2 separate regions of the Danio rerio genome follow, and region 1 is linked to region 2. The links are chromatin contacts, called in public HiCAR-type maps. All regions are on one chromosome and are shown on one strand. Each heading gives the region's core, a stretch centred on a gene start, on an enhancer-like site or on the middle of the called end of the contact. The rest is flanking DNA. Distances are from core to core; before and after follow the strand shown.

Region 1 (3,031 bases), core at 233-2,732, 100 kb before region 2:
TCGACTCTATAAATGCTTCAAAGGCCTCTGTTATACCAGAGAAGTTTCCACACACACCAAACTGCTCATTTGTTTTTATGCTCTTGCTGTTTCACACCCTCATTTGTAGAACATCTAAAATTGGCCACAAACCCCAAAGCTCCTTGACATCGAGACTAATGTCTTGTCCAATAACAGGAACGAGGGAGCCATGTTGGGTTAATTCCTGCGACCCATGAAAGCTGAGAGCAAAACTCACACACACACACACACACACACACACACACACACACACACACACACACACACACACACACACACACACACACACACACACACACACACACACACTGGGGCAGACAGCCAGTTTCCAGTCTCATTGTTTCAGGAACGGAAAGAAAGGCAGTGAGAGCTTCCCCTGTTTTCCTCCGCCAGTCCAATGTGAAGATGGAAGTGGCTTCTTGACAAAATGCTGACGAAAATAACCCCCGAAGCTTAGTGTGCCGCCATTTGCATTGTCTACACATGTAGAAGCTTTCTAAAGCCTGAAGTATACTTTAGTCTTGACAAGAAAACCTACAGCTGAACATGTAGCCTGGAACACAGGATCTCCACGCAGAGGCATGCTAGAAAGATCATCCTCGCACACTGTCTGTGCTGTTTGACTCCAAAAATAATCAGCATCAGCAATGTGTTATGTTTACTAGAGTTGCTGTCTGTGAATCTATTTTAAGTGCAGGCGGTTTTTGCTGTTGTGGTTTAAAATAGTTGTTGTTTTTCTGTCTCTTCCAGAATTTCTTTTTCTACCATGAAACAAAGACCCAGGCTATTGATGCCCCCTAGTGGAGAAACAACAAATAAAGTGCGTTCCTTTTTAATAATATGCACACAATATGATGATAACCAAATATACGTGCATAAAGCTACTGTATGCTGAGTTGAAGAGTGCCTTGCATACTGGATAAAAACAGATTGTAGGATTGTCCACAGTCATGCCATGTGGCCTAAATAATGCCTGCATATAAGAATGTGCTTAAATTATCATCTTAAAATAAAGTAAAAAGCTATACTATAGTGTAGATTTAAGACAAAAACAGATTGTAGGATTGTCTTCAGTCATGCCATTTGGCCTAAATAACGCAACACATCAGGTTTCTGCCTTAGTCTAGGATGTTTATGCCGCAAAAAAGTGTCCAAGCAACTCCACATAGTTTCTCCAGATGTACTGTACATGGATGGGTAAGTGTGTATGGCTTGTGTGCACTGTATGTGTGTGTGTGTTGTACTGTAAGTGCACTCTAGGGCCGCTCTATAGCTGGTATTTATAACCGTGCTGTCAGGCTCTGGCTGCAGTTGGACCGTGGGAATGTGGCAAAGTCTTTCTGTGGTATTTTTAATGTTTGTTATTAAATATTCCCACACGGGACCATGACCAAACCATCGCCCCCTCCCGCTCGCTCTCCTTCACCCTGCCTTCCTCTCTCTCTCTCTCTCTCTTTTCTTTCTCACTGCATTCTTCTTTCCCGAGGAGGAAAGTCGAGCAGGATCCGATAACACGCAGGCTCTGGTTTCTGTGGAGATCCGGGAAAAGCGGCGAACAACTGTTACTGCAGCTGGATTTCAGCAGCTTAAGCCACGGTCAACAGGAAGATGTTTGTGTGTGTGTGTGGGGTTGTGAGTGTGAGCGATCATGCATGTGTGTGTGTGTGTGTGTGTGGTCTTTAAGAGTGTTTGGCTGTACACACATACACAATAGAAGCTGCCCCTTTGGGTTTGTAAATCATCGTGCGCATAGTGTACAAAAGAGGAAGTGTAACTCACTGCACACACAGGATTTCTAACACAAGCACAGGCACTCAGGGTGAAATGTAGCTGGAGATGTAGAGGAACAGGTGATGCGTGTGTGTGTGTGAGAGATTGGGCGGAGGACATCCAGACAAGATTTTACGGGTGTCAGCCTGGGGCGGCACATCGCAGTGAAAGTATTTCCTCTGGACGGCGATGGCGGCTGTGTTTGTTTGTGTGGATCTCTGCCGCAGCCTAAAGGATAAAGTGTTCAGAGAAAAAAGGTTATCTTTCTCGCACACTCAGAGTTCAGAGAGAGGCCTTCGCGGAAAACGCCCTGGTCCCAAGTCTCCAGTTCCAGAGTCTGATTCATCTCTCCCAAGAAATGTGTCTCACGGACTGAATCTGCGCGGGAGGAATCGTTTCAGCATTTTCGAGTCATTATATACACACACTTTCCAATTTCATGTTTGTGAAAATAATAGAGACGTGTCAGCAGCTCATACTGTAATATTCCACATCTTCAAGTAAACGTTGAAGGGGTTTCCGGGTGTTTCAAGGCACCTGCGTTCAACTCATTTAGCTCAATCCATTCAACTGTGTGGAAACTTTAGTCAGACTCTGTAGAGTGACTATTTGCATTGTAAAAGTCCAGCAGAGGGATGGAGAGAGAGAGCCATAGGAGAGCCAAGTCTCAGCCAAGGTAATAACCCAGAACTGGGCCAGAAATGTTGATGTCACGACTGCATTAAAGTTGATTAACCCATGAAGCATTGGGCTTTAGGCACACTATGGGCCTGCTTTTTTCTCAAAGCGACCTGATGGCTAGAATACTTTTCTGTACTCAAATATAACATGTATTTACTAGTGGGTCATGACACTCCAAACTTATATGCCCCACATATACATTTATAACATCTGGGCCAAATACTACATTTGACATCTGACCCAATCTTGTGTGCCGTCTTACAGACGGTGCCACCTCTGCCAAACTGTTTGGCCCACATGCTGTATGCCTGCTGTGCCAGCCTTATGTCAAATCCGGGCCAGAATTCTTTGCTACCTGGGTTGGAGTGCTTTGAGCAGATTCAGATAGCTGTAATATCAGCTATATGTGCAGTCATGCTCAACCAGACCTTTGCTGTGTGATAAAACCTACCGTCCAACATACTTTCAAACAAATGCAGAGTGTTTTTCAGAAGAGTCATGTTTGTGTCCCTCTTGCACATTGTAAGCCTGAGTTGTTTCATTGAGCGAATAACCCTGT
Region 2 (3,235 bases), core at 734-3,233:
GTGTCTCTCAGTTGTTCCTGGTTTGTGTGAGCTCTGTCCTGGATCCGTGACTGAACACTGAGCCGAACACAGGGAATGAGCTGAGAACAGGAGGAGGAGAAGAAGAGCAGGAGGCGAGATGCTTCCTGGAGTGTGTGCGTGTGTGTGTGTGTAAGTGTGTGTGTGTGTGTGTAAGTGTGTGTGCGGGAGGAAAGCACTTCATGTTGAGAGTTCAGGAAAGCAAGAACCCGAAGCACGTTTGGCATCCAGAGCTGCTCTGCCAAGATGCTCCTCGTCTCCATTTCAGGATCCTAAACAGAGTGTGTGGAGATCCTGGAGTGTGTGCGAGTGTGTCAGGACACCCCTCAGTGTGTGTGTGTGTGTATGGATGTCTCCCAGTGATAGGTTGCTGGAATAGTTGTCGGTTCATTCCGCTGTGGTGATCTGTGATTAATGAAGGGACTAAGCAGAAAGGAAAATGAACTAAATGAAGTGCTTTGTCTTATTTTAAAGCTGAGCTGTTCTAGACAGCCCAGGTCACGAGGAACACAAAATAAAGCAGTCATAATAGGGCTCTGCCAGACCTCCTCTACCTGCATTAGATGAGGACAGCAGTGCAGACGAGTGCGTGAAGCATCGTTCCTCTGTTCGCTAATGCTGGAAGTTGCTCAAGCGCTGTTATTTTCCCAGTAAATCAGCAGATGACACACACGATAACACACACACTGTCATGCGATTATCTTGCGTTCAGATTCCTGCCGTCTGAACTCTGATCAGTCTAATGAGTCACTGAACCCATCACTGGAGGATTCAGAGAGGCTGAAGCAGCATTGGAGAGGCTCTGCAGCCCCATTATCTGCTGCGTATCCAGTCACGTGATCTGGAGAGGCTGAATTATCTGTGTTTAATATGAATGTGTTTGAGGAATGGGATTCTGGAGGAGTTTCCCCACTAATATTTCTGCATTAAATGAGCACTAAAGTATTTTATTATTTTTTTAAATGTGCTAAAACATATTGAAGATGGTTAATAGCTTAAATTTCATTTAAACTGAATTTTGATTATTAATTATCATTTTAAGGTCATAAATATATTCATGTTATAATTTATTTCATGTTTATACACTTCATGAAAAAGGACGTTTTTTCTAAGCTTTTGGAAACTAATGTTTTGTGTCTGTAAATATCAGTAAATATAATTTAGTTTTTATATTCATTTCAGCAATATTATTGAATAATATGCAAATGTTTATATGATAAATTAAATGATCTCTACTATTACTGGCATTGTGATTCTGAAATCAGCTGGTCACTAAATGCATTTGCCTTTTGATTTATTCAGGGTTTTTTTTGCAATCATTTCATTATTTATATTGATGGGATAATATATCAGCTTCTAAATCAATATTGAGTACTCAATATTGAATTATCAGTATTCAGTCATCAATATTGAGTTATCGGTTTCGAGTTATCACTATCAAGTTCTCAGCATTAAGTTATGGATATTTAGTTATTGGCATTGTGTTCTCAGTATCAAGTTATCATTAACGAGTTATCGGTATTGAGTTATCATTAACGAGTTATCTGTATTGAGTTATCGGTTTTGAGTTATTGGTATTGAGTTATCTGTATCGAGTTATCGGTATCGAGTTATGGATAAAGTTATTGCTGTTGAGTTATGGATATTGAGTTGTCAGTAGCGATTCTACATCATGCATTGTTAGTTTTTAGGCCTTTGATGAGGTTTTCATTTTGACAGTGTAAATATCTTAACACAAACGACAGCACTGACCAAAGTGTTAAATCAAATTAAATTATTAAATCAAATGAATATAGTTAAAATGCTTCGGTCAGTTCTCCTGCCACCTCAGTTGATCTCCTCTGATTGCTCTTCTTGATTTGATTATTATTGTATTTGTATTTGCTCTTGCGTAACACACATCAGCTCAGAGGTACACACTGTTCCTCACCGGCTGAGGTCATCGCTGAGTCATTTTCCAGGCTCCTGATTGGTCTGCTTCAGAGAAAAACTTTTTTTGCTCTGTGTCTTTGTGTCAGAGTAGCAGTGACAAAGCAGTCGCGCTTCACAAGAAGACAATAGCAAGTGTGTGCTCTGTGTGCCTAAGAGTGTGTGTGTGTTACCGTTTCTGAAGCAGCACACACTGATATATTCTGGAGAGACTTTACTGGGGAAACACTGCCTCAAACTCTCGCTTCAGATCCGAAATATGTCTTAAAGGCACAGTTCACCACACAAACATGATCATTTACTCTTCCTCAAGACGACACTGAAGATGATATTTAACTATAAATCTGTATGTGAGGGAGAGTTCACCCAGAAATGAACATGTGCTCATGCTCGAGTCTTTCCAAACCTTCATCAGTTTCTATCTCAGCTGAACACAAAAGAAGATATGCTGAAAACCTGTAACCACTGACTCCCATAGCAGGAAAAGCAAGCAAAGTCAATGGTTACAGGTGTCCAACATTCTTCAAAATATCTTCTTTTGTGTTGAAGAGATGAAAGAAACTCATGAAGGTTAGGAGCCCCTCGCGCGAGAGTAAATGTTGACATGTGGGTGAACTGCCCCTTTAGGTGTGCTCCGGTCAGCTCGGTCAGGTCTGCTGTTTGTGATGTCTGTTCCCGTCTGCATGATGTAAGGGTGAGGCGGCGCGTCCCATTGAGCCCTGGTGCCATGCAAATACTCTTAAAACAGCATGCAAATGATATGTAAATCAGCCGGGCGTATATGAGTGTGGAATGTGCCATGAGGAAAGCGCTGGAACATGCGCTGATACACACATCTCTACATCTCTGCCCTGCATCTTCCTCTGTCATCAGTGGAAATCAACCATCACTGATTTACACAACACGAGTTATGGAGTTATTGACTGATCAGTTCCACTGCTCAGCGTCAGTCCTAATCACACACTAGAGCTTTAAGAGCTGAAACTGAGCTGATGTAGTTCTGTTCTGTGTGTTTATTGTCATTAAATGTGTTTACTGCGTCTGTTGCCTCTTTTATTATTAGTGTGGACATTTCCTTGTGTTTTTAAATGTACGGTACATCATTTTTTGTTTATTAATCTTATTACAGTTAATTATTTTAAATTAGAAAGCACTACATTAATGAGATTTGAGTGTAAAATAACCAAGGCATTAGATGATGATCTGAATCATAGTGAACATTTGAGCATTGAAACAAACATTTCCAACACCCCAGCATCTGATCTGATGTGTTCCTTCATCCTAATGT

What was found. HiCAR-type assays count read pairs that join an accessible place to other places.
Region 1: a contact with region 2 is called in a HiCAR-type map of caudal fin, with 5 times the contacts expected there. The contact joins two enhancer-like sites. A contact is called at or near these places in 4 of 18 Hi-C or Micro-C datasets (caudal fin, embryo, hematopoietic stem cells and 1 more) and 1 of 4 datasets of contacts at active chromatin or transcription factors (caudal fin).

The regions. Positions count from the first base shown.
Region 1 is chr23:212,597-215,627 of GRCz12tu, reverse strand. No RefSeq gene overlaps it. Among named protein-coding and RNA genes, the nearest start is that of hdac7a, 43 kb to the right of the region's middle. Within about 2 kb of position 1,482, at least 26 of the 62 cell types and tissues checked have an H3K27ac peak or open chromatin away from gene starts, as enhancers often do. A contact at or near this core is called in caudal fin, where this site is marked.
Region 2 is chr23:108,284-111,518 of GRCz12tu, reverse strand. All of the region lies in intron 2 of hdac7a (histone deacetylase 7a), which reads left to right. Among named protein-coding and RNA genes, the nearest start is that of twist3, 45 kb to the right of the region's middle. Within about 2 kb of position 1,983, at least 26 of the 62 cell types and tissues checked have an H3K27ac peak or open chromatin away from gene starts, as enhancers often do. A contact at or near this core is called in caudal fin, where this site is marked.